Linked DNA regions of Mus musculus: all the other regions are linked to region 5. The links are chromatin contacts, called in public HiCAR-type, HiChIP or PLAC-seq and promoter capture Hi-C maps. All regions are on one chromosome and are shown on one strand. Each heading gives the region's core, a stretch centred on a gene start, on an enhancer-like site or on the middle of the called end of the contact. The rest is flanking DNA. Distances are from core to core; before and after follow the strand shown.

Evidence for each region. Promoter capture Hi-C pulls out the DNA fragments that hold promoters and counts their contacts. HiCAR-type assays count read pairs that join an accessible place to other places. HiChIP or PLAC-seq counts read pairs in DNA pulled down with a chosen protein or histone mark.
Region 1: a contact with region 5 is called in a promoter capture Hi-C map of hippocampal neurons, with 2.4 times the contacts expected there. The contact joins the enhancer-like site here to the promoter of Bdh2 in region 5. A contact is called at or near these places in 12 of 39 promoter capture datasets (the 3T3-L1 cell line, the C10 cell line, cranial neural crest and 6 more) and 6 of 115 datasets of contacts at active chromatin or transcription factors (astrocytes, embryonic basal ganglia, embryonic fibroblasts and 3 more).
Region 2: a contact with region 5 is called in a HiCAR-type map of fibro-adipogenic progenitors, with 3 times the contacts expected there. The contact joins the enhancer-like site here to the promoter of Bdh2 in region 5. A contact is called at or near these places in 6 of 39 promoter capture datasets (cranial neural crest, frontonasal cranial neural crest, hematopoietic stem and progenitor cells and 2 more), 1 of 15 datasets of contacts at CTCF or cohesin (the NIH/3T3 cell line), 3 of 484 Hi-C or Micro-C datasets (CD8 T cells, Th2 cells and cortical neurons), 6 of 115 datasets of contacts at active chromatin or transcription factors (bone marrow-derived macrophages, embryonic stem cells, fibro-adipogenic progenitors and 2 more) and 3 of 9 other capture datasets (adipose tissue, embryonic stem cells and liver).
Region 3: a contact with region 5 is called in a promoter capture Hi-C map of the 3T3-L1 cell line, with 4 times the contacts expected there. The contact joins the enhancer-like site here to the promoter of Bdh2 in region 5. A contact is called at or near these places in 17 of 39 promoter capture datasets (the 3T3-L1 cell line, 3T3-L1-derived adipocytes, the C10 cell line and 9 more), 2 of 15 datasets of contacts at CTCF or cohesin (the NIH/3T3 cell line and large pre-B cells), 2 of 484 Hi-C or Micro-C datasets (the N1E-115 cell line and nephron progenitors), 3 of 115 datasets of contacts at active chromatin or transcription factors (astrocytes, embryonic fibroblasts and embryonic stem cells) and 3 of 9 other capture datasets (adipose tissue, embryonic stem cells and pancreatic islet).
Region 4: a contact with region 5 is called in a promoter capture Hi-C map of hippocampal neurons, with 4 times the contacts expected there. The contact joins the enhancer-like site here to the promoter of Bdh2 in region 5. A contact is called at or near these places in 19 of 39 promoter capture datasets (the 3T3-L1 cell line, 3T3-L1-derived adipocytes, the C10 cell line and 11 more), 2 of 15 datasets of contacts at CTCF or cohesin (the NIH/3T3 cell line and large pre-B cells), 4 of 484 Hi-C or Micro-C datasets (the G1E-ER4 cell line, the N1E-115 cell line, brown adipocytes and 1 more), 3 of 115 datasets of contacts at active chromatin or transcription factors (astrocytes, embryonic fibroblasts and embryonic stem cells) and 2 of 9 other capture datasets (embryonic stem cells and pancreatic islet).
Region 6: an H3K4me3 HiChIP or PLAC-seq map of embryonic stem cells shows a contact between it and region 5, with 26 read pairs. The contact joins the promoter of Nfkb1 here to the promoter of Bdh2 in region 5. A contact is called at or near these places in 13 of 39 promoter capture datasets (the C10 cell line, the HPC-7 cell line, cancer-associated fibroblasts and 9 more), 1 of 15 datasets of contacts at CTCF or cohesin (the NIH/3T3 cell line), 4 of 484 Hi-C or Micro-C datasets (embryonic fibroblasts, embryonic stem cells and nephron progenitors), 26 of 115 datasets of contacts at active chromatin or transcription factors (the 230-238 cell line, bone marrow-derived dendritic cells, bone marrow-derived macrophages and 18 more) and 3 of 9 other capture datasets (adipose tissue, liver and pancreatic islet).

What each region holds. Positions count from the first base shown.
Region 1 is chr3:135,673,138-135,676,417 of GRCm38.p6, reverse strand. The region is part of intron 1 of Nfkb1 (nuclear factor of kappa light polypeptide gene enhancer in B cells 1, p105); the gene reads left to right. Among named protein-coding and RNA genes, the nearest start is that of Nfkb1, 17 kb to the left of the region's middle. Within about 2 kb of position 1,562, at least 128 of the 459 cell types and tissues checked have an H3K27ac peak or open chromatin away from gene starts, as enhancers often do. A contact at or near this core is called in astrocytes, embryonic fibroblasts, heart atrium and 3 more, where this site is marked.
Region 2 is chr3:135,554,902-135,558,260 of GRCm38.p6, reverse strand. Manba (mannosidase, beta A, lysosomal) reads right to left here. Exons shown (of 17, transcript NM_027288.3): 13 at 3,337-3,359. Among named protein-coding and RNA genes, the nearest start is that of Gm46827, 52 kb to the left of the region's middle. Within about 2 kb of position 1,745, at least 50 of the 459 cell types and tissues checked have an H3K27ac peak or open chromatin away from gene starts, as enhancers often do. A contact at or near this core is called in adipose tissue and fibro-adipogenic progenitors, where this site is marked.
Region 3 is chr3:135,649,191-135,652,713 of GRCm38.p6, reverse strand. The region is part of intron 6 of Nfkb1 (nuclear factor of kappa light polypeptide gene enhancer in B cells 1, p105); the gene reads left to right. Among named protein-coding and RNA genes, the nearest start is that of Nfkb1, 41 kb to the left of the region's middle. Within about 2 kb of position 1,788, at least 18 of the 459 cell types and tissues checked have an H3K27ac peak or open chromatin away from gene starts, as enhancers often do.
Region 4 is chr3:135,628,804-135,631,962 of GRCm38.p6, reverse strand. The region is part of intron 6 of Nfkb1 (nuclear factor of kappa light polypeptide gene enhancer in B cells 1, p105); the gene reads left to right. Among named protein-coding and RNA genes, the nearest start is that of Gm46827, 22 kb to the right of the region's middle. Within about 2 kb of position 1,807, at least 78 of the 459 cell types and tissues checked have an H3K27ac peak or open chromatin away from gene starts, as enhancers often do. A contact at or near this core is called in hematopoietic stem and progenitor cells, hippocampal neurons and pancreatic islet, where this site is marked.
Region 5 is chr3:135,279,672-135,283,102 of GRCm38.p6, reverse strand. It overlaps Bdh2 (3-hydroxybutyrate dehydrogenase, type 2), which reads right to left and starts at 1,882. Exons shown (of 10, transcript NM_001172055.1): 1 at 1,735-1,882. It overlaps Gm46826 (a long non-coding RNA gene), which reads left to right. Exons shown (of 3, transcript XR_001783991.2): 3 at 330-671.
Region 6 is chr3:135,689,996-135,693,396 of GRCm38.p6, reverse strand. Nfkb1 (nuclear factor of kappa light polypeptide gene enhancer in B cells 1, p105) reads left to right here and starts at 1,850. Exons shown (of 25, transcript NM_008689.2): 1 at 1,850-2,274.

The DNA.
Region 1 (3,280 bases), core at 313-2,812, 390 kb before region 5:
GGTTTTGAAATACAAAATCAAAACTCCCATTGCTGGCTGTAAGGCACACCATTTAAGGAGACTGTAAATATATAATGTATGATTAAGTTGCATAGAAACAGTGAACCATAGTGCAAAACCACCAGGAAATGTTATAGACCTTATGGACTGAGGCGATAACAGTGGAAGAGAAAATACAGGTTTTATGGAAGAAGTTGATTTTGAAGTACCATGTTGTGGAATACATAATATCTAAACAGGATAGAATCTCGAGTGTGAAGAGATGTACACACTGGAAAGAAATGACATAGAGCTGTTACATGTGTGTGTGTACACATGCGTGTGTGCGTGTATGCAGTGAGCATTCACATGTGTAGAGGTCAAAGGACAATTTTGGAAGCTGGTTCTTTCCTTCGAGCATGTAAGTTCCAAGTAAGGACTTAGGTCCTTGGGCTTAGCAGCAAGTGTTTTTACCTGCAGAGCCCTCTTGTTGGCCAAGCAATGCATCTTTAAATGATTGATTTCCCTATAGTAAAGTGCTTGTGTTGGATCATGGTGATAGTTGTGGTGCTTATATAATATATAATATAATATAATCATATGCTGAGTAGTTGCTCTTTGGACTTCACTATGTAAAGCACCTGGCTGTGATCTGAAAGATATTTAATCAGGAAGATACCCTGCCATGGGGGTGAGCGGTAGAAAAGCTGTTTCTGTCAGAGTGAGGTAATAAGGTCTGCCCTAGGGTGTGGCTATGGACATAGAAAGGAAGTGCACACACAAGAAACAGTGTGAGGAAAGAAGTGAGCGACAACAAGACTGTTCACTGCATTGGTTGGAGAAGGCTACATTTGCAAGAATGAGACAGTCAGGAGTCGGGCTTGTTGTCGAGTAGTAAACTGTAGACATTAGGGTTGATGGGTTTAATGTATCATTAACTTGTTTTCTAATGGCATCGTTACCTAAAGCTAACAGGGGCTCATTACCAAATACACCTTCAGAGCCTTAACAGTTCTAATCATGTACTGATGTCACGGGGGTTGGGCTCGTATCTTGGATAGCTTGGGTTTTTTGTTTTGTTTTGTTTCTTTTTGCTCTTTCCTTTTTTTAAAAAAAATTATTTATTTTTTGTTCAATTGAGAACTCAGTAGCCGATGGAGAAAAGCCAGTGCAAAGTCCAGACCGTGACTAAGAGTGTAATTAAAGCTGTGATACTGAATTGCCAGGGTAATTAACCCATGCTCCACACGCCCTCTGTTCCCATGACACTGACCAAGCTGTATCGTGTAGGCTGCTGTCTTTCCATTTACTAACCGTTCTGATTGGCTAGCCTTTGCTGCGGCGAGATAAATCATGAAGAAGCACATAGAAACACAGATATGCCTCATTTCTTGCGACCTGTGACTGTGTGTGGTGATTTGTCTGGCTGCTCTGTGGAGGTCCTCAGCTGCTCTGCCACCGAGGGCTCAGCCTGGGAAGTCTTGGCTGAGCTCTGCTGCGTTTCCACTCCACACGTGGGTTCTCATCCTCCACTGGGCTGGCCAGGCCTTTCCCTTCCAGGAAAGAAAATCCAGTCATTGAACGGCTTCTTGAAAGCCATGTTCATGACTCATGTCTGCATCCTCCTGTTGGTCAGGGCCTGCCAAGGGCCTGACAACATTCAAGGGGCAGAGATGTCAATTTTATTGTCCCTGTGTTGTGAGGGATAGAAAAGGGCAGTGGCCATTGTTTTGAGCCTACTACAGCTATAAGCCCTGAGTTCAGACTATGCCACTCTTGTGTAGTTTTGTTTCTTTGGAAACTGACAGGGTAGGCAAACCTCTTTCTGATGGGTTGATGAAGGGCCAAAAACATCCAGGTAACATTTCAAACATGGTTTCCCTGTGATACAGACCATGGCATACACAAGTATCACAAATCTGTTCCTACAGCACTGTGGATGACACACACACACACTCTCTCTCTCTTTCTCTCTCTCTCTCTCTCTCTCTCTCTCTCTCACACACACACACACACATGTTTTAATTTTTAGTTTAGCTAACTGTGGCTTTTGTGAGATATTCTCTCTCTCTTTCTCTCTCTCTCTCTCTCTCTCTCTCTCTCTCTCTCTCTCTCTCTCTCTCTTTCTCTCTCTCTCTTTCTCTCTCTCCCTTCACGTTTGGATTGCCTTGTAAGTAGCTCATCTGAAATTCATGCACTGTAAGGTCCTATTCTGTTCTCTGGGTTACACTGTAGAAGAGTTCTATGGGCTCACCAGGTACTAGATGTAGGAACAGAAAGCACACTCGGGAGAAGGCATGTTGCAGAAACGAGAGAAACATGCTGAGACTCCTAATGTGCATCTCCCCAGTGGAGACAACACAATTTGACTGGACAGTGTGTGCATGAAGGCTAAAGAGCGCTCAGGGAATATAGAGGGAGCCTCTTCCCGCTCCAGTCACCGTGACAGCATGCTACTTCGTGTGTTGGCATGCACAAAATTGGCAGAACGCCTCAAGTGTGGAGAATTCACCATTATAACAAGATTATAGTAAGCAAAAAATCACTCCACATCACGTAGAAGAGGGAGTTGGCAAAGGCGGCTGGTTTAAAGCAGCTCTTTGCAATCTTCTCTAGAGGGTCTTATCTGAAAGCAAACAAAAAACAACAGGAACAGCTTGAATGTTAGCAGTTATCCTGGCAGGCAGCACTCCAACCCAGCCCAGCCCACCCAGCCCCCAGCACAGGTGTGTAACCCTTTAGTAGCCTACTTAATATGGCTGAAGAGATAGATGGCTTAACTAGTAAGAGTGCTTACTGCTCTTGCAGAGGACTCAGGCTGGTTCCTAACTCCCACATGATGACTGACAACCTCCTGTCACGCTGGTTCCAGGGGATCTGGCACTCCCCTCCTTGCCTCTGCCAGTACCCTTACATTTGTGGTGCACAGTCATGCTTGCAGGCAAAACACTCAAGCCACATAAAATAAAAATTAATAAAACCTTGAAAAAAAGATCCTAGCTAGCAGTTAATATCATGAGTAGACTAGCTCCAGCCAGAACTTTTGAGAGGCTTGAAGCAAAGATGTTTTTAAATGAATAATACTTCTGTCAAGAGGAAAATCACATCACCCATTACGCTAGTACAAGGGCCATAAGCTGTGCAGTTAGAGAGGCCAGCTCTAGTCTGTCAGCCTGAGCAAATGACTCATTCTCTCTGAAGCTTGGCTCTTCAGGTGGACTCTACTTTCTGGGCTCAGCATAGCAAGAGGGCAGCATACGTAAGCATTACCTCCGGTTCCTTAGTTATGTGGAAGCAGTCT
Region 2 (3,359 bases), core at 496-2,995, 280 kb before region 5:
TTCTATACATGCCATGTGCTGTGTTAGCCAACACTCTTTCATTTCCCTCAATGCAACACACAGAGAGAGAGAGAGACAGAGAGAGAGAGACAGACAGACAGACAGACAGACAGGCCTCTTTCCTGTGGTGCCTGGAACAGAAGCCAGAGCACATCAGGAAAGTGTTATGTCACTGAGGCATACTCCTAGCTGTAATTCACATATCTGATCAGAGATGTCCAAAGGTAAGAACGTCAATAAAACAAATAAGTAGAAATCTTGAATAAACACTTGACTAGTAAAGCTACCCACATGGTTACTATGCTCTGCAGGGCAGTGGTGCCACACACCTTTAATCCTGGCACTTGGGAGGCAGAGGCAGGAGCATCTCAAGGCCAGCCTTGCCTAAAGAGTGAATTCTAGGGAAGCCAAAGATATACAGAAAAACCCATCTGGGAAAAACCAAAAAAGAAAAAAAAAAGTGCTTAATCACGTTCTTAAAAAAAAATTATTTGATATGTATGGGTACTTTGCCTGCATGTATGTCTCTATACCATGTGTGTTTCTGGTGCCCACAAAGGCCAGAAGAGGGCATTAGATTCCCTGGAATTGAAGTTATGAGCAACCACTGGGTACTGAGAATCCAACCTGGGCCCTCTAGAAGAGCAGCCAGTGCTCTTAACCACCGAACCACCACTCCAGCAGTTTCATCTCATTTTTAACCAAGCAAGTGAAAATTAAAGCCATTTAAGACACACACCCACCAGAATTCCCATAATCAAAGACTGACAGTACCAGCTGCCAAAGCGAAGGTAAGCCAGCTGGAACTGTAAAACAATGTTCGACAACGTGTCAGTTTGTTTAACCACTTTGGGGAGGTTTCTGACAGTTTCTGTCAAAGTTAAATACTTGGTTTCCTTGTATACCTAAGCAAGCACACTGGTCTGCTAATCATCATCTAAAATCCTGTTCATAGCAGCATTACTCATAACAGCCTTCGGCTAGAAACAACAGAAGTGTCCTGTGGTAGGGAAACTGTATGCAGTCTGATTTGTTCCCATGGTGAGACAGTCCAGCAATACAAAAGAAGACACGCTCATTGTATTATCAGCTAAGGCAGCTCTCACAGAGTGTGTCGAGTAAGCAAGTGGAGCTAGGTCGTGTTGAAATCTAAGTGTAGGGAGTGCTAATCAAGGCAGCAGAGGCAGCCGGGCACCAGTGGAGTTCTCTGCTTGTGTGTTTTAGCAGCGCTGAGCTTTGCCTGTGCGTTTAGCACTCGCAGCCAACTAAGCCTTGGTTCAGAATTGGAGACTTGCTCTCATTCAGTTTGGCACTCAGCCTTGATCCTTTCTAAGTCTAAACTAGGGAGTGGATCTCAATGGAATTAATCTGTTGCTTTTCTCTTTCCCTTCCTATCTCCACCTTCTCCCTACACTCCCCACCTCCTCCTTCTCTCCTTGTCCACGGGGATACCTGCCCCAGCAAGGTGGTCACCACCAGACCAAAACCAAACAGAAGCTGCAAATGAATTAAGTAATTAAGTTAAAAAAAAATCCTGGAAGTGAAAGCCAGGTCTTGCCATGGAAGAAGGAACGGTGCAAAGATGAGGAAGCAGCAGGCAGGAATCGAGTAATCTTATGGACAATTCTCACCAAAACCTGTTTAAAGGACAGAGAGGAGAGAAGCGGGAGTAGGGAAGGAATCTTGGTTAATTCTTTCCCTGGCTCATCCTCTCTAAGCTCCCTCCCACTCACTGTTCTCGTTTATTATTAGTCATTCATAAGGTTCTGAAGAACAGGATGTGTGCCCACGTCACTTTGGAAGACTCTATTGGTTGAACAAATTTTGTAACTGTCAAAGATGTTTGAACCGAGAAGGCTTTGCAGAAAGCTTCCTCGTGAACATGTGGAGAGCCTTCCCTCCCTGCTTCGTCTTACAGCAACAAGTGAGTTCTTCTGCCTCCAGATCTTCCAGTCTTCCAAAGTCTCTTCTCACTCTCCTCTCTTCTCGGGTTATATCTATTCCAAATGGCCACACACCCAGCATGCTCTCTTAATCTGTGACTCACACTACCACTCCCACAGGTTGACTAAACTAAGCTGCATCAGGCCTCTCAATGACCACCTACACCAGGAGGTGACTTCAGTCTTCACCAAGCCCTGAGCTTAGAGCCCCCTCTACTGCTTTCATTTGTCTCTAGCATATATTTATTGGGCGTTTGATGCCAAGTCGTGAGAAACTGATTCTCAAAGGGCACCTTTTCCCTTCCTGCTCCTCTGATAACTCAAGTTGTCTGTGGGAATAAATAACTATTCTATTATCTAGGGGGAAAGAGCTAGGTTGTGCCTGCAGGCTCAGGTTTGAATTAGATGTGATTTATTTGGTAAGCAACAGACATGATAAAACACCCAGGCCAGACCAATTACATATAAATGATTGTAAACATTGATCCTCAATCTATAGCTTGCCTTTTTCTCTTTCCTGGTAGTGCTTTAAAAAAAAAAAACCAGGGCTGGTGAGATGGCTCAGTGGGTAAGAGCACCCGACTGTTCTTCCGAAGGTCCGAAGTTCAAATCCCAGCAACCACATGGTGGCTCACAACCATCTGTAATGAGATCTGACTCCCTCTTCTGGAGTGTCTGAAGACAGCTACAGTGTACTTATATATAATAAAAATAAATAAATCTTTTTAAAAAATCAAAAGCCAATGATTTTAGTGAAATACAATTTATCAGCCCGTTTTTTTTTTTTCATGGTTAGTGTCCTCAAGCTTTAAGACCTCTTCTTTGCCTGTCTCTGAGTCTTGTGTTCTTTCCAGGACTTTTATTGTGTTGCTTCCTCATTTCAGGGGCTTTGTTTTCTTTGTCTCAGGGATCAGATCCAAAGCCTGGAGCGTGTGCAGCACGGCTATGCTCCAAACCCTCCCATTTGAATCTCAGGTCCGTGGTGAATGCAATCTGCATGCATGGAGACTTTCATTTCCCTGTAAAGCGATCTTCTTGGTCCAGCACATTTCATCAACGACTCTACCCTTTTCCACCTGAATTGCCAGGACATTTCTGTCCTAATAGGAGATTCTCCTACTGCCTTCATTGCTGAAACTTTAGACTAATCTTAAACAACAAACATCTTAGTACACAAATTTTAGAATTTCATAAGCTGTTCTTGTGAGGAGAAACAAAGCCAAGAATTAGATACAGGTTTTATGGGTTTGCTCGTCTGTATTGTGAAGAAAACAACAACCTTAGCAAGAGCATGCAAACCTGACCATTTTCCACCATACAAAGGCTACGAAAGCTGCATGATTGCACACACTCAGTGTAGAAGCCCAGCAGCTCCAGACTAGAAGTGGCTTACCTGAGTAAGGTAGATAGTGTCTT
Region 3 (3,523 bases), core at 539-3,038, 370 kb before region 5:
CTGCCTCTTCAAGCACCCCTCCCTGCTGTCCTTAGGGAGCGCCCCTGCAAGGTTAGTGGTTGATGTGATGTGAAGATTGCAGTGAAGATCTGAAGGCTCTTGAAAGCTTTGGGAACTGGTCATGACTTAAGGCTGCAGAAACCAAGCTTTGCTTTATGGAGCTTGTAAACTTACATCTTGTTTGGTCGTCTACTTGTTGACTGTTTGAAGCATCAGGTTGACTTGCAAGCTAACTCTAGGAATCTCCCAAAACCAGCACTTCCTATTAGAAGTATTTCCACGCTGTGGTAGATGCTGGGATGCAAGCTCAGTCGTCACCCCCTCCCCCCACTGAGGTACCACCTTTTCTAGAACTCAGGCGGCTGTACCATGTGTATGTTCCTCTCGTGTAGTTGAGAAGAAAGAACCTCTTTGGCTCTCTAGGATCTTGTTGTACAAGTCTTCACGTTCTTATTTCCTCTCTCTCTTTTGATTAATTTCTCTGGGATTACTGGTTCCTATGTCCTCACAGGTATCATGAATGGTTTCTTCAGATTGAAGCATTCCTTCCACTGCCTTCAGGAGCTCGGGGTGGGTGAATAGTCTCTTTTAAACCAGCTACTTCATATTTCAAAATATTTTAAGCATACAAGTTGTAAAGTTCTATATAACAAATACCATGTACCAAAATTAATAAATTTAATAGATGGTAATATTTTGCCTATTTGCTATCTGTCTATCTGTTCTCTCTCTCTCTCTCTCTCTCTCTCTGATTCTCTCTGAAGTACAACATAGTTACAGTGGGAGCCCCTACTCAGCCACTGCTCTGTCCTCTTATCCTCTTTCTTTGCCCAAAGGAAAACCACTGTTCTGAACATTCTTTATCTGAGATGCATTCATATCATATACTAAAATCACTTTCAAGAAAGTTACTTTTTACTATCTTTAATCCAAAGTTTTTTATTATATATGGTGGCTCTTTTTCAAACTATATCCAGGTTAAAACTGGGCCCCTGAAGGCTTAAACATTGATTGCTTTAATCCAGTCTCTTCCTCTTTATTGTTTGACTAAAAATGTCTTCAGTCACAGTGTGGAATTTATGCTGACCCTTAAAGCAAAAAATCATATTCATGAGGAAGCTAGGGAAAATAAATATCCAGAATTTAAGAAAGTTTTCCACTTTTAAAAAATGGAGTAATCCACTGTCTAGCCTGTAAGCTCTCCCTCCAGTGTTTGCTTGGTTCTGACTTTATCTGCGGCTCCTGGGAGAACAGGAGAGACAGCAGAGCTCCTCTGGGCCAAGCCTGTCGCTACCTGTTCTTGACTCAGCAAGGAGTGCCAGGGAAGGCTCACTGCCCTCCTTTTCCCGAAAGTGGTGCAGAAAAATTTTAAATCAAAGTGTCTTCCTTGAGCAAATGGAACAGGGCCAAGAGGAGAAGCCACACGTGGCTTTAGGAATGCGCCTGCAGCCCGTCCTCACTTGCTTGAGTCCTTCTGTGCTGGGCACCTTGTGAACATTGCACTTGGACATCAGTGACTTTCATTTCTAAAAGACAGTTTGTTTGTAATCATCCAATGCCAGGAGGTTGGAACACAGTGATGCTAATATGACGATTCTGATCAGCTTTGCTGGCAGCTGCCCTGCCTGCCACTCTCCTGGGGTTTGATGGTTAAAGAACGGGTTTATTGGAATGTTTCTGTGAACAACAGCTTTGGCTCCGTTCTCCCACCTCCTGTAGTGTGCACTCTTACGTGCCTCTCACTGAACAGTCCTTAATGTTACGTTTCCGTCAAGGTTAATAAAGCCCGGCTGATCTGCTGTAGGCTTGAGGATATCACATATCTTTGCAAAAGCGCCCTTTCCCTTGCACAGGCTTGTCTGCATCCGGAGACTTGCCATCCTAAAGATCTAGTTGGAATACTAATTTTGAATAATTTAGCCTGATCCAGTTACCTAACATGCCAGGGGGGAAAGATCACCACAACAGATTGGGCATTCAGAACCTACCTAGTTCATAGCATTTATTAGAATGTCCTTTGACACTTCCAAGTGTTTACTGTGCTCAAATAAAAGAAAAGAGCTATGTTCCCTACCAATACTATAGTCTGTGCTTTGTAACACACACACACACACACACACACACAAACACAGAGTTTATTAAAACAAGGGCTTTGTAACCCAAGGTTCATGGATCCTTTTGTGGTTTCAGAAAGGTTTGCAACCTCTGACTCTACACATAGAGTTTTATGCATATTTGTATGCATTTTTAAAGACTCGAACATGTGTAAAAGTAATGCTGAAGGGCATTGGCTTTTTTACCACAGCTGATTAAATCGATCTCTACAATTTTGGAGGGATGGGGGCGGGGGCGGGGGGAGGGCGACTGGCTCTCACTGTGTAGCTTAGGCTGGCCTTGAACTCATCTTCCTACCTCTGCCTCCAGAGTATTGAGAAATTTCAGGGATGCAACTGTCTTGAATGTTTTTCTTCTTTCTTTTTTCATTTCAAAAATTTACATTTACACTTTTTAGTTTTACCCATTTTAGGCAAGTTGAAGCGCTTTGTGTTTCTCAGCATGTAATTCAAGCTAGTTGCTCTTTAGTATTCCATTGACTGGAAAAGATGTGAGATTTAGCGCCTCCTCACACACACACACACCCCACACCCCACCCCCGCCTTTCTGTTCTCTCCTTCCTCCCCTCTCCTCCCTCTCTCCCACTCCCACCGAGTCTCTTGGCACTGACTAAATACGATGGTTCAAAACCAAAAAGAAAAGAGAATCATTTCCCTGATATTCACTCAGCACGGTGGCAAGTCCTGCACTACAAGGAGGTAACATCCTCTGCGTGGCCATAATAATCTAGACTTCTGCATAACTTTTCTTCTACGTATCCCAGGCGTTTTGCGATTGCCTCCATGAGTAAAATACTGACTTGTTAAAAAACAAACAAACAAACAAAAAAACCAGCCCTTTATTTCACTGTTAGCATTAGAAGTTAGAGAAAGCTGCTTACTGAAGGAAACTGTTGAGCAGTGAGAATTGATCCTGAGAGTTAGGAGAGCCAAGCTCCTGAGGGTTGCAGGTTGTCTGACTTTCCAGGCTTGGTATGGTGGCCTGCCTCGCCTGGCATTTCCTCTTCCCCTCTCCTGTTTCTCTGCATACTCATTGCTCTTGGGATGCTTGTTCCTAGTGGCAGTGTTCAGTCTGAAATCATCTCTGATCAAAGTGGTCTCTGTTTGAAGAGGATCATTACATTCAGGCCGGGAATCCCGGTTTCGTAAAGCCACATGTGAAGATTGGTTTTGATGAGGCAGAGTGAGTAACCAGAGCCTATGATCCTCATGTCCCCAGCCACCTTCTCCATAGTCAGGGTCTAGGGTCTTTGGTGGGTCTAGGGATGTTCTGCTGGCTCTCCTGGAGTCCCCATCTTCCCCCTCCCACTCTAAGTGGATTTTAGGTCAGTCTTCCAAACAACTTTCACTTTCTTGAGGTCTAATGGAGGTGAGTGGGAGGATATCTGGGCAGACATGTGAAACAATCC
Region 4 (3,159 bases), core at 558-3,057, 350 kb before region 5:
GTCATTGGTTCGTGTAAGATGGCAGGGCTGGGGTTTGATCCTGGATTAGATCAACTCAGCATCCCTGTCTTAGCAAGACGAGACCAGTGTCATGAGTCCTTCCTATGCCATTAGCTATAATCCCGTTTAGCAGGCTTGATCTGTGCTTCCTGGTTGCACAAATAAATAATAAAGAACAGTAAACTGACTCCCTGTCATCCTTGAGAGGACATACATTATTAAACCAATATACTATTTCGTCTCTCTCCCTCCCTCCCTCCCTCCCTCCCTCCTTCTTTATAATTTGACTTGACTCAAGAAGAGTAAGCAAGTAGCCTTTTTTTTTTCTTTAAATGGAAAAGACTTTCAGGATGACAAGGGGACTCTTGCTCCTCCTTTTCACACCTAGCATGAGGCCTTTCTCACAATATGCCTCACCAGTGCCAACAAACAAGCAGGAGTCTCTGTAGCTGTACCTGTGCTCAGATCGGTGATTACAGCCATGGCGCATTAAAGCCAGTTAGAGAGAGAAAAATAACCGAGCCGAGTGTTGACATGGTGCCGTGGAAATGTGAATAGACTTTGGGGAGGCAGTGGCAGACCCCGAGTTCAGGGCACCACCACCTTACCCCAAACCATTGGAACCAGGTGGTGCATGTTACTTGAGCTTGCAAAGGGCTGGTTCTTTCCCCGGTGATATGGGGTGCCACTACTGACCCCACATGGCTATTGTGGGGATTTCTCCCTCCTCGGCTGTAGAGACAGAATATGCACATAGACTTAGATGAGCACGTGCTCTGGGAAATGAACAAGCATGCGAAGTAAGGCGTTATTTAACGCTTACTAGCCAGTCACATATCACTTTCCTACCCTATGTCCTCCAGTCATTCTCGAAAAGGGCACAGTCGTGGAGCCATGATGGGCTGACATTGTGAGGAAGGTGGGAAACACAAGAGACACGGGCTATTGGTGCAGCTGCTTGAAGGAACTCCTCCTGTGCGCTGTTAATGAGCAGGATGAGGGCTCGAGAGCACTGAGCACCCTGCGAGCATGACTGCGCTCGACCTGCTGAGAATGCCTTTCGAGCATGCGCTCTACCCGCCCGCAGAGAACGCCTGCCAAGCTGCCTCATCCTCCACTTGCTCCTTGCTTACTCAGCTCAACTCTGCCTTCAAATCTCAGTCCGCATGAGTTAAACACACGGAAGCTTTCTCTCACTTCCCAACCGTGCCAGACACTGTTATTAGACATTCTGTTTGATGAGTTCTCCAGTTAGGTTTTACCTGTATTGTTGAAGTTATCCAGTTAGCGTCAGTCCCACTGTTTAATTCCGTGAGAGAAAGAAATTGGGCTTGTTCTGAACGAGGTGTAGCCCCCACTCTCTGACCTTCTACAGTGTGGGGCTCTTAGAAAGGGGCGTAACAAACTAAACTGGTAAACTTTAGTACTCAGTGAAATAATGGGCTAGATAAGAAACAATTTTCTGAGATTGTTGATATCATCAGGAACCAAGTGTTGTCTTAACTCCTTTAATCTTAAAACAGTCCGGTGATACTTCGTCATTAATTTGATTTTTGAAGGTGGAGAAGCTGACACACGTCACTCCACGACAGCTGGGGGATTTGAGCCTGGCTTTGAGAGATCTTAACCTAACCATGACCTGCTGTGGTAAAGAGCAAGGTTGGGTTCACAAGCAGAGCCAGGCCCTGTTAGAACCCTGAGGATGTTCGAAAGAAAAATCAGCAGAAAAGAATGATTTTAGGTATGATGTCTTACATTTATGCTGCTTCTGCTTTCTGTCAGAGTACGTTAGCCGAATTCACCCAGAGAGCAGCCTGGCTTTTGAAACTGTGATGCTGAGGAAGTTCTAGGCCACTCATCTCTTGTTACCCCTTTGAAGAAACAGCAAATGCTTTTCCACAGTAGGTCAGGGCTATCTGAGGTTAAAAAAAAAAAAAAAAAAAAAAAGTACGTGGCTGACTAAGAGGGCTATACCTGAGCCCATGACTTGTAGTTCTTATTCTAAAAGGAGCTCTGACCCATGGACCCAGAATTCTAGAAGAGTTTTCCTTCATCAGGGAAGGCCAAGGAAGTCTGATTGTCCCCAAGAAGGGCAGCTGACACTAGAATAACATAGTATTTTGTAGAAAAATAAAACATAGCAAAAGAAAGAAAATAAATGTATTTGTAGAAAACTAACAAAACACTGCAATGTAGGAAAAAAGAAAAACCTTCCCCTTGGAATTGATGTGGGCCAAGTATCTTCCAGCCACTTGCTTCAAATGGACCTATTAGACATCCTCTAAGTGAGGGAGCATCTGACAGTCTGAGATAGCCCCTGAGGGTTGTCCTCTCCTCTGCTGAGTACTGTTGTGAAGTGTTTGTGTACTTGAATGTATATATTCCTCATTAACAGCCCCTTGAACATTACTGAACAGGTGAAGAGACCAAGCAAGGTCACACAGACTGGAACTGCCTCTCTCCCCCAGCCAGCCTAGCCTGTCTCTGAAGTCCACACTCTTCCCATTCCGAGCAGCTGACTATGCAGGATGGCTCCTTTGGCTTCTTACCTGTGCTTGAGTGCTTACAATTAAGAGTCTCTGTTCAGATTCTACTCTCAGAAAGACCTTCCTAGTAGACAGTTGCCCTCTATAAACTTTATCTTCAAGAGACGTAATACTTCCATTCCCTTCCCAGAATAAGTTTCTACATTGGTGTTGAATACCTCTTGGCCACTATGGCATGATAAATGATGGTTCCAAGAAATCGTTGTCAAGGTTTGCCTGTGCCGCACAGCTGTCCCCACAAGTAAGGCTTTCTTTCTCTCAGATGGCATCTTGGAAAGTACAGAAAGCCCAGGGCCCTCCCTGTTTTCATTCTGTGGTCTGTGTAAAAACCAAATGCTACCATCCCGACTACACTCTTTCAGATGGATCAAACAGCACATTGGTCACTGGCAGATCTTTCAGGTCCCTCACCTCAGAGTCCTCCCAGTTCCTCATTCTTGCCGCCCTTCAACCATGAAGTTAGTCGTAAGAAAAACAGTAAGTGCTTCTTGAATGCACCTCCCACCTCTTTCCATCAGCGCCAGTGACTAACTAGCCTGTCAGCGCAGCTTCAGAAGGCTCGGATTCCAAACTCTCAGGCCTTCTCCCATGAGGCCTTTCTGCTTAAGTGGAA
Region 5 (3,431 bases), core at 633-3,132:
CCACTGTACCCTTTCGACTTTCCAGTCCTCCATACTTGGTCCTAACTCCAGGGGTTGTAGTGCTAGGTCTTCATGTCCGCAGCTGGCACTGAAAGAGTTGGGGAAAGCATGGGAGATTTTCAGATTTGCCAGAACGGAGCTGGCAGTGGCCATTAGGGATTGGGATCAGGAAATGGGTGCAGTTGTCTAGAAGTAGCTGGCAAGGAAGCAGGGATGGGGAGGGGGTGGGGGTGGGCAGTGCTTCACAGATGACAGACAGAGCCTGGTCTCCTGTGAGGGTGAGGCTAAGTCAGCTATCATCATATCAATACAATGCCTTCCAATCACAGGTTCAAGAGAATGCTGCAGTCTCCCACCTCCAGCAGGACTGAGGTTCCATTGACCCGGAGGACACCTTTGTTCTTTGTTCCCACCCTGGAGCAGACCGTGATGGATGACGTACAGAACTCTTTCTCCCTAGCCTCCTTAGGGTCCCCAGCCCCACCCTACTGAAGGAAGCATTCAGGGTGCCCCCACCCCCAAATCCACTTCTGCCTTCTCCCTGCCTCGATCCATCTGAAGTCTCTCCCATCGTCACCTGGTTCCTTGTCATTTTCTCCCACAACAGTATCTCCCCTAATAAAAGCCATCCTGTTAGGTTCCTATTAGAGCCTTCCTCTGAGATCCAGCCCGACACAGTCACACGGTAAGAGGGGCTTCTGAAGCCAACTGATGACCCCCACTCTGTGATCCAATCATGCGCACATGCTGGGTAACAGGATCTGGCTTCATGGCGTCTCCCCAATTCTGATGCAGTACGCTTTGCTTTGCTTTTTACCAGTAGCACGCAGAGAGAAATTTCACTTAGAGTGTGGTAGGAGTTGAGAGAAAGCTAACTTGTGCTTTTAGGAAGGGATGAGCCGTCCCTGCCTCCCCCGACCCTGAGTACAGCATAAGAAACTCACAGTCCAGGGCCTTCACTAAGGGACCCTGGGTATTCGCCCACCAAAGCCCTGGTTCTCAACCGTCCTAATGCAGCGACACTTTAACGCAGTTCTTCATGTTGTGGTGACCCATATTTTTGTTGCTACTTCACAACTGTAATTTTGGTGCTGTTATGAACCATAATGTAAACACCTGACATTCAGAATATCTAATTAGATAGAACCTAGGCGTGGGGGTCGCGACCCACAGGTTGAGAATCAGTGAAGGCACCTGCTCAGTGCTCTCTTAAGCACCTCCATGACCCCCGAGACCACCCAGAAGCAACCAGGCACAAAATTTAGTTTCTGTTTACTTCTAAACCTTTCTCCAGCTGACCTCCAAGCAGTCTCAAGGCAACATGGGTTTTTTTGTTTTTTTGTTTTTGTTTTTTTTTTGGGGAGGGGGGGTAACAGGGTGGGGTTTAGAGTGGGAATACGTCCAGAAATTGTAAACTTAACCCACTCTTAACATAATGACTTTCCTACTTCTAAAGATTGTACTAAAACCCTAAATTTCTTTTTACTAGAAAAAGGCTCAGAGTATTTTCTGGAATTCCAAATATTTTCACGAGCCAGTTTACTTAGGACAGATACTGGAACAGTTGTCTTTCTTTGGCTATTTTCAAACTCTAATAAATACAAGAGGATTCCCAACTCCCACACTAACTGAAGATGCATCTTCAACTCGGCGATATGGAGAAGATGGCAACACAAGCTACAACTCTCAGTCCCCAAAAGTTTTGTCGAAAGTGATTAGAAAAAAATATCTTACTTTAGAAGAGTGAGTCCACACAGTCCTCCAGATTCCTTCAGGAGACAAACTTCAGATCTCTGCGCAGGAGAAGTCACATGCTGATTAATGCACGCTGGGAGGTGGAGTTCAGGTCCCCTCCGAGTCCTTTTGCTAATGCCTGTTAAGTAAGCTTTTAAGAAGTGTTTGCCACAGCCGTGCACTTTAGATGTGTCCATGCTGCCATCTAGTGATCAGAACGTGGAACTGTGAACGCCAAACAAAGGCCTGTCTTTTGTTTGTGCAAGTTACTTAGCAGGCCAGATCCAATGGCCAGGAAGGTGGAAGGCTGCTGGAAAACACACAAGGGACCCGAGGCACTAAATACTCTGGTCTTCCTAGCTCTTAACCCAGATTGCTTTGAGCGGGGAAAAGAAAACTTCCTTGGGGCTAAAGTCTTGTTTCTGACGTTAATCCCTCAGCTGCAGAATGCTGGCATCCTGAGTGCACTGGGCCTGAGCCGAGGAGCACACCCAGCTAGGATGGGAATCTTGAAATGAACAGAGCAAAATATCATGCAATCAAGTTGGTTGAAGACTACAGGAGCCACGAGGAAAGGGCTAGGTCTTGGCTGGGTCGGAGACTTGTGAGTTAACCTGGCTAGTGTCACAGTGATCATGGAGGTCATGTGTGAATGTCCTGCATAAATCCAGGGGCTCGACACATTTGGCACACTTTGCCATGGGCTCTGGCACTGCAAAGGCTACAAAACAAAGCTATCAGATTGCGAGCCTCCTTTGTCACCTGGGCTGGCCAGCCATGCAGGTCTGCTGGGGACGCAGGCTGTACTTTCTGAGGGCTTCCTTCTTGAAGAGAAAAGTGATGCCTCCCAGAAGGTTCTGGGTTCTGCTCCTCTTTCTGAGTGGCTCCTAAAGTGTGGGTTTCACAGTCAGTCAGTTGGATGCACGTGGGTTGGACGGAGCAGAGCAAGACAGAGAGCTGGTCCTTTAAGGCAGGCACAGGGTGGCTTCCTGTGCTGCTCAGTGTGTGGGTGCTTTCTGTTCCTCCCTCAAGCTCCTGCCTCAGGCCCTGGCTTCAGTCTCTAGCACGGTATAAAGCCCAGAGTGCTAGCACCGAGCACAAATAGATGTAAGAGCATCACAAAGTTTGCTTAGAACTTCACAGCCAGCCTGGACTACAGAAGACCCTTATTCAGAACAGCTGACCCCCTCAAAGGGGAAAAAAGAGCCCAGTTTAAAAATAAAAAGACATAAATCCTATGTCTCCCTGAAATAGCTGAGTAAGCAGGACCTGTAAACTGGCCAACCTACAGCGTTCTTATATGGAGGAGAAGGAAACAGCGGCTCTGCGTTCTTATATGGAGGAGAAGGAAACAGCGGCTCTGCCAGGGTGGTGAGGAGGGGACATGGTGTGCAGGTGAAGCCCAGCGTCTGCCACACACCTGCAGGATAAACGGCAGCTTATTACAGCAGACACTTCTGTGTGTGCTCCTTGCTCTAATAGACTTGTCTTTCCCTCAACTTGCCAGGGCTTTGAAAGGCGTTTGCTTTTAATGACTATGAGAGTGCTCCAGGATTAACTTCTGTCTCTGTCTCTGCCTCTCTCCCCCAAATAAGGGACCTATCTGTAGTCCCTGTACTTGGGAGGCTGAGGTAGGAGATTAACGAGGACAAAGTAGGTTTCATAGTAAGACCTAATCTCAAAGGAAGAAGATTCAC
Region 6 (3,401 bases), core at 601-3,100, 410 kb before region 5:
ACACAGAGTGAGAGAGAGAATTTAAAATAAATCTTTTAAATAAAAGAAAGGCAGGTCTCTTTGGATCCAGATGAGAGGAAGCACAGGGAAGGGGTTGACACGATAATGAAGCACGACTGAAATGCTGCAGCCAAGCCTAAGAGGGCAGGCATTGCCGCAGCCACCAGAGGCAGGGGCCAGGCAAAGGATTTCTGTGGAGTGTGGCCTTGGCAACCACATCTGAATGTCAGACCTCTTGCAGCAAGGACTGTGAAGGAACAAATCCCTGACATTGGTTTCTGTTGCCACAGACATAGGAGCCTAGTCTACCTGCTTCCCACACAGGCTTCTGTTTTAGGTATATCCCATGGGATCATTTGGAGCTTGAAGTTTAACTAGATACTTCTTGCTGATGAACAGTCTTCAACTTGTGTTCTAGTAGTATATCCCATTGCCTCTACCTTTGTAACAGTCTTATTTATGTGCCTTTGACAATGGGACTGCCCCACCTTGCAGACTGTAGAGTTTTCCCCATCCCACCTAGTCCTCAGAGGAAAGACAAACACTTTATACTTTGTTGTTTCACCAGAGCTTTCAGGCTTTGTATTTATATCATCAGGGAAAAGAATCATTTTATATACTATATAGCAATGTGCTAAATAGTAACAAGGACACAGTTCTTGCCCTCTCCCCCTCCCCCTCCCTCTGTCCCCCCCACCCCCACTCTCTCTCACAGAGGTCTGTGTTTGTCACTTTCTGTCACTCAGCGCTTGGCTTTGTTAGTTATCCAATGAGTTCCAGGTCCAACTGTCCGCTGAGGTTACAGATACCCCCACCTGCAGGAATGCTAAAGATCCCAACGACCACTCTGTTGAGTCATTTCCCAGGCCCGTAGGTTACAATTTCTAATGTCCCATAAATAATAACAACCATCGTTGTCTTCCATCTATAGGAAGCCTCTGAACTCTAGATGGCAAAACGGTCTCTACAATTTAATGATATAGCTTTAAGGTTGATTACAGGGCTCTTTAAGGTCACTTAAAGACTCTCTAATATACAGTGTGGGGGGGGGCACCTGTGTTTCCCTCAACAACATCCCACTGAGAGGGTTTTTTATAACTTCATAAGTGGAACGCTGAGCGGAGGGTTAAGTACCAAAATAAAACTGCATGCTCACTACCTGATTGATCCCTGGCCTTTCAAAGTTGTATTTCCACTTGAACTCAGTAGTGAGACCCCCGAACTCTAAAATAGGTTTAAGTCAAAACTCACTTGGGAGCTACCTAGCCCCAGGCTGTCATTCCTGGCCCATGGAGGCACTTTGCCCAAAGAATAAAGACGCTCAAATGCTCGCAAACGGTCATCAGTGGGAGGCCTCTCCAGAAAAATAACCTCCCTTGAGCCGGATAAGGATTTATGAGCTGTGAACCAACACTGCGGGTCTCACTGTCGCTCTAATTCCATCCACAGCGATGATCACACAGGCCGGACAATGCGCTGTGGCTGAAATAATCGAGCGGATTGAAGACTTCATCCAGACCCAATATAAATTCATGGTTCTCTGGAGAGAACCTCAGCTACGATCTCGAAATTCCTGTCCGCTCTATGGAGCGATCTGAGTGTAGCCGAGACCCCCAGAGGAGGGAACAAGCAGATGAGATTGACTTTTGTGCCCAGCGCGTGGGGACCAGGCCGGTCTCCCGTGGCCTCCAGCTGTCCGGGCCTGCCCTTGGGCTGCGGGCGCCTCCCGGGGGCGTCGCGGCCGCCGCGGGGCTTGGGGTTCGGGGCGCCGGGTCGGGGCGCGCGGGCTTCCCCCACCCCCGGAGGCGACCCCACCTCCCGCCCCCGCTGTGCGCGCGCGCGTGGGTCCGTCCGTCTGTCTGCTCTCTCTCGACGTCAGTGGGAATTTCCAGCCAGGAAGTGAGAGAGTGAGCGAGAGAGGACGAGAGAGAAGTACCGAGGCGAGCCGGGCAGGAAGAGGAGGTTTCGCCACCCGAGCAGCCCGGCTGCGCGCTGACGGCTTCCCGTGCCCTGCGCGCCCCCGGCCTGCCGCCGCCGCCGCCGCCGCCGCCGCCCTCGGCCTGCTCGCGGGCCGGCTCTAGCAGCGCAGGCCGGAGCTCAGGGCCCCGCCGCGCCCGGCCCGCCCCGCGCTTCTCCGCCCGCGCCGCAGCCATGGCGCGCCGCTGAGCCGCCCGCCCGCCCGCCCGCGCCCCGACCCGGCTCGGGCTCCCGCCGGTCCGCGCCGCTCCGCAGCGGGAGCCCGCAGGCGAGGAGAGGCCGCGCCGCATCTCCAGGGTAAGCCCCGGGGCAGGTAGAGGAACGGAGCCGCCAGCTCTCCGCACCACGGTGCAGCGGGTCCCACTGGCTCGAAGCTCCCGGGGTTCGGGGGGGGACTAGGGGAGAGCCCCAAGCAGGAGTCGCGGATCGAGCGGCCCCGGCTGCGGGGAAAGGGCACATCCGCACTGGGCGGCCCCGAGGCCTTGCGGGCCGGCTGGCGGGGCCCTCGGCGTCTCCGCGGGCGGGAACGGGAAGCGGAGAGGAACTCTTGCAAAGTTTTAGAAAGATGTACCCAAGCCCCTGCGGCGGGGTTGGGGTGGGGTGGTGGCGGCCAGGCTGAGGTCCGCCACCGGCCTAGGACAGATAGAAAGGTGCTTGGTGCAGTGCACAGCCAGATTTCACCAAAGGGCGGTCAGTGAAATGAAAGCAGAAGTGCCTGTCAGTCCTCCTGGCTGGCAAAGCCCTTCCCAGCTCCTAAGAATCAGTCCCTCGGGAGAACCTGGGGCCCACTTACCAATCTGAGATAGACACCCCCCCCTCCCCATACACACACATATCATGCATTCAGCTGCCAAATCTCAACTTTGATTTTCAAAATAATAAGGAGGGCCTCACACCGATTCTCCAGGGCTGGCATTTGAGAGAGAAATTACCTACTAATAGCACCTTTCAGACTTTTGATTACGGGGAAACTCTAGGATAATGGCACCATGTTTTGTGCCTGACCTCCAAAACAGAAAACGATACAAACATGACGCCTCTGCTACATGTAGGCTTCCTTCGGTCTTCTGAGACAGACACCAATCTTGGCTCTGTTTATGGGTCGAGTCTAAAACTTAAGTGGGACAAATGATAAAAAGATTTCATCATCTAGATTTAATCTGTTTTGTTTTTTTAATGAACTTTTAAAAGTAAAGGCCAACACTGCAGCTTTCTAAGTAAGCATATTTAACTAAAATTTTTGTTGTTTTAGGGCTGAGAACAACTTGTGGTGTTTATTAACATTTGATGGCTATGGCATCAAATACTGGGGCTCAGACTGGTGGTTAGTACTAAAGATGGAGATGGTGATAGAGTTGGGTGGCTTTCTAGAGGACTCTTCAGCTGATTGTTCTTGGGTGGCAAAAAAAAAATGCATTAATGTT